2 separate regions of the Zea mays genome follow, and region 1 is linked to region 2. Evidence: chromatin contacts called from public Hi-C data. All regions are on one chromosome and are shown on one strand. Each heading gives the region's core, a stretch centred on a gene start, on an enhancer-like site or on the middle of the called end of the contact. The rest is flanking DNA. Distances are from core to core; before and after follow the strand shown. Region 1 holds the start of LOC100278385. Region 2 holds the start of LOC100192097.

Region 1 (5,505 bases), core at 265-2,764, 140 kb before region 2:
GCATACATTCAAAACACCATTAAGTAATCCACATTAAACACTGCGAATGATTCAAGGCTATATGAAAACTCATCAGTTGTGATCGATCTAGATGATAACTGACAAATACATCACAAGACAATAACTCATAGATGCGTCAAAAATTATAAGAGCAATACTGCAATACTGATGGGAGTGCTGCTAAGAAACTACTCACCTATAGCAAAGAAATGGTACAAGTAATGGGATCATATATAAATTTAAGATTATATAATACTCCCTCCATCCCAAATTATAAGACGTTTTGGCATTTCTAGATTTATAGCTTCTATTATGTATGATGTATCCACACATAACTTATACGTAGGCAATGACTACTATACAATCAGGATTTAGGTGCAAGCGTACAAACAAGCCTTCTGGTACATTAGATCATGATCCAACCATATATTATATTTAACACTTAAACCTTTCCACCACCAATTCACGTAGATTTATAAAAAAAACTAACAAACTACAATTATATCTATGGTTGGATAATGATTTAATGGACCAAAAGACTCGCTTCACGTTTGCACCTAAGGCTTGATTGCATAGTAGTCGTTGCCAAAACTATGAACCTACAAAAGCCAAAACGTCTTATAATTTAGGACAGAAGAAGTAGTTTATCGCTAAAACTACTCTTGTTACTCCAATTATCCTATAATACCAGTTGGACAACAACAGCCTTACACTAACAACAAGGATTGGGAACCCCAAACTTGAACTCGAGTTCACTAGACATCAACCTAAATGCCCATTCCAAAGAGCATAACTAAAATAAATTAAACGATCACAAACCACAGCAACCCGAAGTCCAAAACAATAGTAATTGTCAGGACCTACACGAAGAAGGGCTTAACTGAATTCCACTAGTGGTTGATCATGAGTCCACTAGTGGATTCAGAAAAGCAGGCACCAACCCTAGGTTGGAGATTGATGCAATGCAAAGAGTAAAAATAGCAGGAGCTGCACAGGCGCTAAACCCTGAACCTTAGACAGACTAGCGCTGATCTGAAACAAGACGCGCAGATACGTGAACTCATTCAGCAGCGGCGACAAAGTCGCTAACAGAATAGGTAAAACGTCGTAGAGTTTCCCCATTCGATCCTCTTCTTAAACGGGCATCAGCCGTTAGCAGAGGTGCCAGACAACGAGGGCAGTGAGGGGAATCACCTGAGGCCGCGCGGTCGCGTGGCATGGTGGGGAATATCCTCGAAGTCACGGGGAGCTTGGAGAGCCACCGGCGGGGGGCACCACCGTAGGGCGACGCGCGGTGCAGCCCGTGGCGCAGAGGCCGCCTGGACGGGCCGCCGACGCCACCAGTGTCCTCCAAGTCATCGGTGGCCGCAGGAGCATCAGCCGGAGACTGCCACCGGCGCGACCCCAACATCCTCGCCTTTGCCTCCCGCTTAGCCGGCGGCCCGGCGTATTGCGCTCCCCGCACGTTGCTCCCAGTCACGCTCTCTCTTCGGTTCGGTCATGCGCTGTGTGTGTGCGGCGGCGCGATTCGGGCTGGGAAGACGACAGCCCAAAAGGCCCAATGGGAAACAACAGTCTGCTCCTAGCCTCCTACCCCACTATAATGTTTTCCTCTTCTTTCTTATATAAGTAAGTAGTATAGCGCTCTTGCGTTACAACGGCAATAATTATGAAAACAAGGCACATAACTGTCGCTACCCTGTAGCGCCTTCGCCACCACCCGCTTCTTCTAGGCGCAAATACGCTGCACCACCACGGCACGCAAGCGAGCACGAAGCAGAAAGTTGTCAATTTTTTGCATCCAGACAGACAAGGCACCCAATTCTCTTTAAAACTTTTGCTAAGACTTAACAATACATTTTGTTCTGGGGGCTAAATTATTATCCTACTAACTTGACCATAAATTAGCAACAATTATTATTATTTATATGAAATTAGCACCATCTACTCCAATCATTCTACCGCAGAACAGAAACAGAAAAGGAAGGCAAGCGGACCGATTGCCACATTTCACAAAAGGGCAAGTAAAGCATGAAGACATTATACATGCAAATCAAATTATGCCGATAGAACAATCCTTCTTACAAGAGAAAGTAGAGATCCAGTGCAGCACCATGTTATTTTTCATTAACACCAATTATGAGACAACAATATGGTGATCGCTACGCCCTTACACTTTAGTTCGATCATCAACATTCAAATCAGATATGTCTAAAGCCCCTATTTTCAACTTAGCAACAAGAATCCACATGCCTGCTAAATCATTCTCCAGAGATAGTTCCTTCTTTGCCTCATCAAACTTTTTCTTGTACTCCTCTTCAAGAAGCTCCTTCTCTGCCAAAGTAGAATTACAGGAAGGATGCAGCAGAAAATTTGGTGAAAGGTCAGTAACCAAACCATGAATATTGTATGTTGAAGAATATGTACTGCACAAGGGGCCCAAATACACAAAGTGGAAGAACATTATCAGTAAAAGAACCTTGGACTGAAGTTTCCAGCTTTGCATAATAACAATTTTAGTGCGTGATTGAAGAAGTAACACATTGTATTTTTCTGTTTCCAATCAATGAACAAATGCACTTACATCAGGTAACAAAGAAAAATATGTTGAACTTTAAACTAAGAAAATGTTATCCCCATTCATTTATAGGTGGTACCAGTATTTATTTATTCCAACCATTGGAGCATGGGACAAACTGATGCCCTTCCTAACCCATGCCTGTGAAGGATCCATATAACTTTGCCTAGTATCCAGGTGCCCACAAATGGTGCTGCCGATATTTCGGACGAACGCAGAGTTGGATATTTCCACAACAAAACTAAGGAATAAAATAGTAGTGAAATAATATTTACCTCTCTGCGGGCTAGGTGGCGTGCCTCGTACTGTCGCCGCCTCACGCTGATTTAAAAAGAAGAGAATGGTTATAATTTGAAAAGAAAAGAGTACAATGTCTAATATTGTTGCCACACAAATATTGTATCCATGGCATCCTTGCTTTCTTGTTCTCACGAGTCCTGGATTAGTAGGTTTACAGAAGAAGCCTCTCTCTATGTTGACAGGTTTGCTGGTGCAGTAGCTGCCTAATAGGAAGTTAACTAAGTAAAAGGAAATAAGCCACAGAACAAGCAATAATCACTTGCATCTTCATGCCATCTTCTGCAAGCCACAAGTAATCAGACTCGTGGGATATGAACTTATGAAGTTAGAAGGTATTCGAGTTTGGATCTTCAATCCATCAAGCAAGCATATTCAATACCTACACAAGATTCCTTGAAGTAATCAGTCAAACAACATTAAAAAAATAAAATACAGTGTACACTTATAATAAAAGTTTCTCAAGTTATGAGCATAAAATTCAACAAAATTGATAAATGATAGTCAGAAATACACTATACTCAAGAGTGAACACAAAGAAATCCATCCCAGACAAAGGACTGTGGATTGAACATATCATTCCAATATCACAAACTGTTACAAAGAGAAAAACATTTAAATAGTTTGAACATATCATTCAACTAATGTCTTGTTTGGCATAATCATGTACTGTTACAAAGGACTGTGGATTGATAACTGGATATAGTTAGCAAAACCACAAGTGCTTGTAGCATAAAATGTATTTTCATGAATACATGATAGAGATCACATGACAATTCAGGAGAGTAGTGGGTTAATGCCATAGTAAGCTAAGACAACACAAGCTGAAAGTTAAATGAAGCTCTGAAATCTCAAACATCTTGGCATTTTCTTCTAGGAGAGTAAATAAATCTATATTAAAGTTGCTAGCATATGACCTTGTGATGCCTGCAGCAAGAATAGGATAAATAAAACTACACCTCCTTTTATAAGGTTGAACAAGCAATCTTAGCCCTCAATTTACCTTATTTATAGGACCAATGCAAATGTTACCATTGTTGCCATCTTCGTGTGAACATGCTGCATCACTGTTTCCAGGTCTTTCTCCCTCAATTTGCAGCCATACCAATGTACCATAACTGGTTCAACGACGACACCAATGACAGGGAGGTGCCCGAGACCCCTTGATGTGCTCGCCTTGATCAACTTCAGAGAAACATCCAGTGTTGCTTCTCGACCTCTCTGTGGGCTCTTCCTGAATCGCATATATGCAGAGCAAGCAAGAACAAAGTTTACAAATAAAAGAAAATATATATTACTCACCTAACACCTGTTACCTGCCTTACTTGACAATGGATGCAATTATGTGAACTATCCATGCAATTTGGTCTTCAATGACAGATAGCTCATCAGCATCACCAGGAGCTGGTAATCTGGACCTTTTCTGTAGTAGATTTAGAATGTTTTTATATATAGGCAATTTTACTACCCAGATTGAAAATGTTTTTATTTACCGTATGAGCTTACACGTATGAGTACCATTTTATATACCAGGCAACCATATCTAAAACTTGTCCATAAAGTATTTGACAGGCAAGACTGCAATACGTACTCACCGGAGCCAAGGACAATGAGACAACACAATCTGGTGGCGCGCAACCTTGACTCTGGTTGGCCACTGCGCCATAGTACGTAGAAGAAGCGAACTGTGAGCACAGAGACAAGTACTAGAAAGACGTAGCTAGCGGCCACCACGGCATTGAGACCCATCTGCATCAAAGTAGCAGAGGATGGAACAAGGAATTTACACATTCATCTTCTATATTACTTCTAGTTTGACATGTTCACCTAAAGCAAAGCACAACTACGTAAGGCACCAAGAATTCATGTCAAATGATCGGTTCATCTAGTCATTCATGTGAAACTATCAACAGAAAAGAGCAAAACCATATTCCATATTCCATATTCAATACGGATAAAATGTTGGCAGCCATGGTACTCTAGTCAATTGCATGGCCGATTGTTTAGATTCACACAAACAAAGCTCAGAGGGGACAACAAATTCACCTTGCTCAGTGTTTCTTCAATCTCAGTGCTCTTGAAGGTTGCATCTGTTAGAATGAAGGTCCGCACATTGTCGCAGACCCTGTTGGTGTGCAGATGACCCTGTACAATGATAAGGAAAGCCATCACAGATCTAGTCTGATAAGGTTTCAACTGCCGAAATGGAAAGAAATACTGAGTACTGAGCTGCGAAAGCTACGAATCTAAAACCAAAAATCTGGTGGCGAAAGTAATGACAGGAGAAATAATAACAAGAGAACAAATGAAAGAAAAGCTCGTTTTTTCATCACCGGAAGGAATGGAATTGGTTCCATACTTAAAGCTACCAGTTTCCAGCTTTGCATAATAACAATTTTAGTGCGTGACTGAAGAAGTAACACATTGTATTTTTTTGTTTCCAATCAATGAACAAATGCACTTACATCAGGTAACAAAGAAAAATATGTTGAACTTTAAACAAAGAAAATGTTATCCCCATTCGTTTATAGGTGGTACTAGTATTTATTTATTCCAACCATGGGAGCATGGGACAAACTGATGCCCTTCCTAGCCCATGCCTGTGAAGGATCCATATAACTTTGTCTAGT
Region 2 (5,415 bases), core at 956-3,455:
GGGAGTAGATTTGCAAGAACCGAACCTCGGTAAAACAAATCATTGTATCACTCTCGCTATTTGCTTGTGATTTGTTTTTCACCCTCTCTTTCGGACTCGATTATATTTCTAACGCTAACCCCAGCTTGTAGTTGTGCTTAAACTTTATAAATTTCAGATTTGCCTATTCACCCCCCTCTAGGCGACTTTCAGCGTCCATATGGTGACTGGCACGCGGGCCCCATTTGTTAGGTGATGACGGTACACGGGCGCGTCATGGCGGTAGGAGTGGCCTTGATTATTTTCAATGACAAGAGTCATGGGTACATCCACACTAGGGTTGACAAAGGGCGACGAGGTCGCATGGAGGGGAGGCAAGAGGGAGGTTCGCGGTGGAGGAGAAAGGACGAAGGATGATCTCAATAATAGCGGTCATTGGATTTGAGTGAGTAAAAGAAAGAGAGATGTATCCAACGATATGAACCATTGATTTTGATGATGTATTAAGTCTGTGTGCAATTTTTGTTGGGTGTTTTTGCAAAGTTTAAACTGGTGGATATAGTGTTATAGATAAATGAATTCTTAAATAAAAATAAATAAATCTTTTCTCTACTCCTTTGAAGAAACGGTTTCGTGTGTCCATCATATATGAAATGTGCAGGTCTATTCCTCACCCTCGTCTAGCAATGGGTCGTTACACCACAAATGGGCCGTGAGTGATTAGCCAAACTCAACACGACAGGAAACCACACGCAGTGTAGCGCTCCCACATAGTACTACCTCGCTAGTTGAAGGAGGACGAGCGATCGAACGAGCTATAAAAAGGATCTGACTTCTTTTTAACTCATATTTTTCTCGGCCTTTTGGCTAAGATAAAATGAAATATTTGTTTTTGTCATTTTAATATATGATATGTGAATCATATGTTCGTTTTGATATTAAATTTATTTTTTATGGATATTAAATATAATTATGTGTCGTTGTAACACACTGGCATTAGACTAGTAACGTTAATGAAAACCATGTTAACGCTCAATATTATATCGAGAAATGTGTTCTATGGATCAATTACAAGAATGAACCAATATTTTTTTGGAAATTTATCTCAGATCTAATCAGTTATATGGTTCAAACCACTCTTTTGTCTTTTAACTTTGTCATCCATAGTTAGTATTTTACTAGTAAGTTGCACGTGTTTTGCTACAGTTGTTATATATATATATATATATTCAAATATAATTATTGTTTATTTCTAAACACTAAGGTATATGTAGTTTGGTGGTAACCTCAAATTACTATAAGTACGGGGCATGAGTTTGAGTGCTCGGTGTACACTATTTTTTTTGCATGGTGTGGCGGGCGGACCTAGAGTGTCAACACGGAGGGTGAAGCCATGGTAGCACCAGGTGCCCACATTAGGTTTTTAATTGAGTAGTATGGATTTTTTCTATCAGGGGCTAACTAGTTATATTTTAGGGTCCATTCGGTTTTCCCTCCAATCCATATGTATTAGAGGGGATTTGGTGAGTTTCAATCCATAGCAAGTCAAAATCTTTACTAATTTTTTACTAATCCCATCCAATCCATGTGATATAGGAATAACCGAACAAGACCTTACATAGTTCAGACGACCATACTCTTTCTTCTTTTTCAAACTCTATCATCCATCGTTTGACCCTTTCATCTCTCCTGATTCACTCCACTCTTCTCATGCACTATCATAGTGAATCATATAGGGTGTGTTTGGTAGGCTTCCCAAGCTCCTATCCAATCCTTGGGAGTGCAACTTAGCTTATTTGGTAGCCAGATTTAGAGTAACTGTCAGACCTAGGTTCTAATACAAACTTGGGTGTATTCTAATACAAACTTGGGTGTATCTTACATGTGTGATAAGATCAAGTTTCACACATATAATTACTCATGTTATAGAAATTAATATCACATCTTTATTATATAATAGAAGTTATATACGAAATAATTAAATAAATATATCATATGACGATAATGATCCTCCGTAACCATAGTTGACTGAGAGACGGCAGCTTAGACCTCTTCAAATTTATCGTAGCACCCTTTATATGCACCCTTTATATTTCTCATCTTGCACTATCTGTTCTTAACTTAGTGTGATTATAGTAAAAATTAGGTCACGTACATTAATCGCTCAATGTAAATATGGGGAATAAAGTTAGCTTTGGAGGAACGCAGAAACCAGAAAGGTCCCCGTAGAAATTCGAAACCACACCACCACCTGGAAACCCAGACAAAGCACGAGCCACGCACGGCCCCCGCTGCCTCCCTTCCGCCGCCGCCGCCGCCGGCGGCGCGCCACCGTCGCTGCTCTCCCGCCTTCACCGCGCCCAACTCCAATCCTTGCCTCCCCCGCGCGCTTCAGCCTCTTCACTCCCCATCGTTTTCGCCTGGCCAGGTAAAGCCGCCACCTTTGCTTTCCTTCACCATTTCCTTTCATGCGCTCAAGAGCCACGGCTCGATCCAGATCCAGGTTTCCTTGACCCAGACCTCGCCTGCCTTACGCCTCCGGTCGGATTCTTCGCCGTCCTTGTCCCCACTGGGCACCGCTGGGGTGGAGCGGAGATCGGATCCGCCGGGAGCTGATTCCTTCTCTCGCAGGTTAGATGCCTTTACTTTCTTCGATTGACTGCTCGTGTTATTCTGCAATTCTCAGTTTTGCTGTGAACGCTGAATCAAATGTTTCTTTCGTTGCGTTCAGTCTAGTTTGACGCGGATTCATTTGCTGGTCGGCATAGCATGATCCTGCGGTGATTGCGGATAGCTTGTGCAAGCTGGTGGCTTGGGTGTTGTCTTTTTAATCTGGCCTAAAGATATCCTGAGACGGTAGCGTCACATGGATGCTAGTACAGAGGTTACTGATGCTATTGGTGCGGTGGGCTTTGACAATGGGGCCGCGGGGAAGTTGCCGCCCAGTGATAGTGTAGAGGGGCACGCAGAAGAACACGATGTGCTGGCTGATGGAGCCCATTCGGGCGAGAGCGAGGTGATCAACCCATCTGAAGAAGTAGAAATGGAAGCCACCTCGCAGTCCCAGGACATAAAGCCTCGAGTTCCTGAGGTAAGGTTTTTCACGGTTACAGATTGTCAGTTCTGTTGACTTCAATCGGTGGTCTGCTGACAGCCAAGTGTTTTTTTTTTTGGCATTTTCATTTGTAGGGGGTTCAAGGCCATTCAATGAAGGTTGGTACTAAATCTCAGCGACAGAGCCCTCGAGGCGGGGATAAGAGTCAAACTAGGAAAAGCTCTTTTAGTCCTTCTTATCCTAAGGCGCCCATTGCACGGGTTTCTGATCCAGATCTAGTTGATTGCTCTTTGAGCAATGGTGATGCTGGTTCCAGTAAGAAAGTAAGTTGATTTTTTGTTATAGCTTATGAGTTACAATGTGCCCATCTATATTCTTTTACAACGCTTACAGTTATATGCATGATTGCTACTATATTACTTGTAGCAATGTTTATGCACCTTGCAGTTTGAGTTTGAACCTTATACACTTTTGTTGGTGGTGCTTTCATTAGAAGGCCGAAAAGAGCAGTTTCCGCCCAGTTGCCAAGGAGACCCCATCACTTGAGGACTCAAAGTAAGCTGCTTGTTTCTTTGTTTTACACTTTTGATCCTGTGTTAGTGTGTTGCTTCATGGCTTCTGTTTCTCATTTGGATTCTGCCATTCTGGACTTAAAATCGGTGCTCTAAGCATCCAATTAAGCCAGGCCTACTAATTACTCAAATTGTAAGGAACTGATCCTAGCTCAGTTGGTTGTCGGTGTGGACATATGCCCAGACCACCTAAGTCAAGTCTTCGTTGGGGTGAATTTGTGTGTCTATTTCTTAATTAAAAAGACAACTAGTTCCTTCTAGGTTGGTCGAGTTTTTTGATTACCCAGATTGCCTTGAGTGTGAAAATTCTATGAATTACTGGCACAACTATGTTTGCTACATTTTTTTGGTAGCATAAGAGTATAGGTATAGCATGATTTAATGATTTTTAAAGTGTCTGTTCTGTTAAATATGCAAAAGAGTGTTTCCTCCTTGGGTCCATCTTATTTATTTGAACATTCATTGTTGTTTGTGCCACAAACATTTTTTAGTTACAAAGTATTTTTTAATTTGTTCTTTGCATTTACCATTTTGGAAACTATGTTTGCTTTGGCTTCCATCTTGTGATAATTGAAACTGCACTGTGAAACCAACCTTAACATTAGTTTCTACACATATTTTTTTTCAACCAAGTCATATCCTAAATACTTTTTTCTCGTAAATTTATCTCTTACCTAGCACACTTAGATATAAAAGAGTTTCTTGCAATATAAATATATAATGTGCTTCATTCAAATACAGTGAGAAGAAAAAAACTCAGAAGGCATCAAACCAACATTCTGTCAAAAAGGATATTGAAGAAGAATCAAATGAAAGTGTGAAACCTCAAAGGGTTGGCAGCACTCCTTCATATGGATTTAGTTTTAAGTGTGATGAGAGAGCTGAAAAACGAAGAGAGGTAACTCATTATAGATAACTTAGCACTGGTTTAGTTTAAGAACTTATGGGCATCATTCCTTTGCTTACACTATCCTGCAATGATATAGTTCTACTCAAAGCTCGAGGAGAAGATTCATGCACAGGAACTAGAGAAAAGCAACTTGCAGGCAAAATCAAAGGTTTGTGCTCTTATTCTATTTTCATATTACTATGGAAGTGATATTGCTTGATGCAACATTGAATATATTGTTTGATTTTATCTGTATGTTACTGCTGCGCAGGAAACTGAAGAAGCTGAACTCAAAATGCTGAGAAAGAGTTTAAATTTCAAGGCAACACCAATGCCCAGCTTTTATAAGGAACCACCTCCCCCCAAGGTTGAGTTGAAGAAGGTACTTGTCCCCCATACTTTTGGCTAAGTTTCTTCTTCCTGTTTTTCCTCCATTAAATTGTTGGCTGCAGATATTCTATATATAAATCACAAAGTATCTCAGTTTACCGCTAGAGAAAAAAATTATCTACACTATGATTCAACTTGAAAAGATCATATTAATCAAATAATCATCCTTCAAGTTTCTGCATGGTTATTAAAACGTCGTTTAAACGACGATTAAGCGTCGTTTAAACGCTAAAACGTGATTAGGAGTTAAAGCGTCCATACGTTTTACAAAAACTGTGTAGAACGTCCGTTCTGGACGTTTAAACAACGTTTAAACGTCGAAACACACGTTCTGGACGTTTTTTCCGTTATATGGACGTTCTATGCGTCCGTGGGCCTTAATGGGCCTTAATGCGTCTATGCGTCCATCGCGCCCACACGCAGTGCGGTGCTCCAGCCGCCAACCTACAGACGCATCGCGCCCACACGCCACAGCCGTGGTGCCGCCAGCCGCCAGCCGCCGTCGACCGTCCTCCACCGCCCTCCTGGTA

What was found. A called contact is a pair of places that touch in the nucleus more often than the background predicts.
Region 1: a contact with region 2 is called in a Hi-C map of tassel, with 4 times the contacts expected there. The contact joins the promoter of LOC100278385 here to the promoter of LOC100192097 in region 2. A contact is called at or near these places in 8 of 25 Hi-C or Micro-C datasets (bundle sheath, ear, endosperm and 4 more).

What each region holds. Positions count from the first base shown.
Region 1 is chr9:96,310,280-96,315,784 of Zm-B73-REFERENCE-NAM-5.0, reverse strand. LOC100278385 reads right to left here and starts at 1,514. Exons shown (of 8, transcript NM_001175620.1): 1 at 1,195-1,514. The coding sequence starts at 1,411.
Region 2 is chr9:96,171,667-96,177,081 of Zm-B73-REFERENCE-NAM-5.0, reverse strand. It overlaps LOC100192097, which reads left to right and starts at 2,205. Exons shown (of 9, transcript NM_001137520.1): 1 at 2,205-2,407; 2 at 2,498-2,610; 3 at 2,711-3,070; 4 at 3,169-3,357; 5 at 3,528-3,589; 6 at 4,348-4,504; 7 at 4,593-4,664; 8 at 4,767-4,877. The coding sequence starts at 2,846. It overlaps LOC111590231 (U2 spliceosomal RNA), which reads left to right and starts at 826; the gene lies at 826-1,014.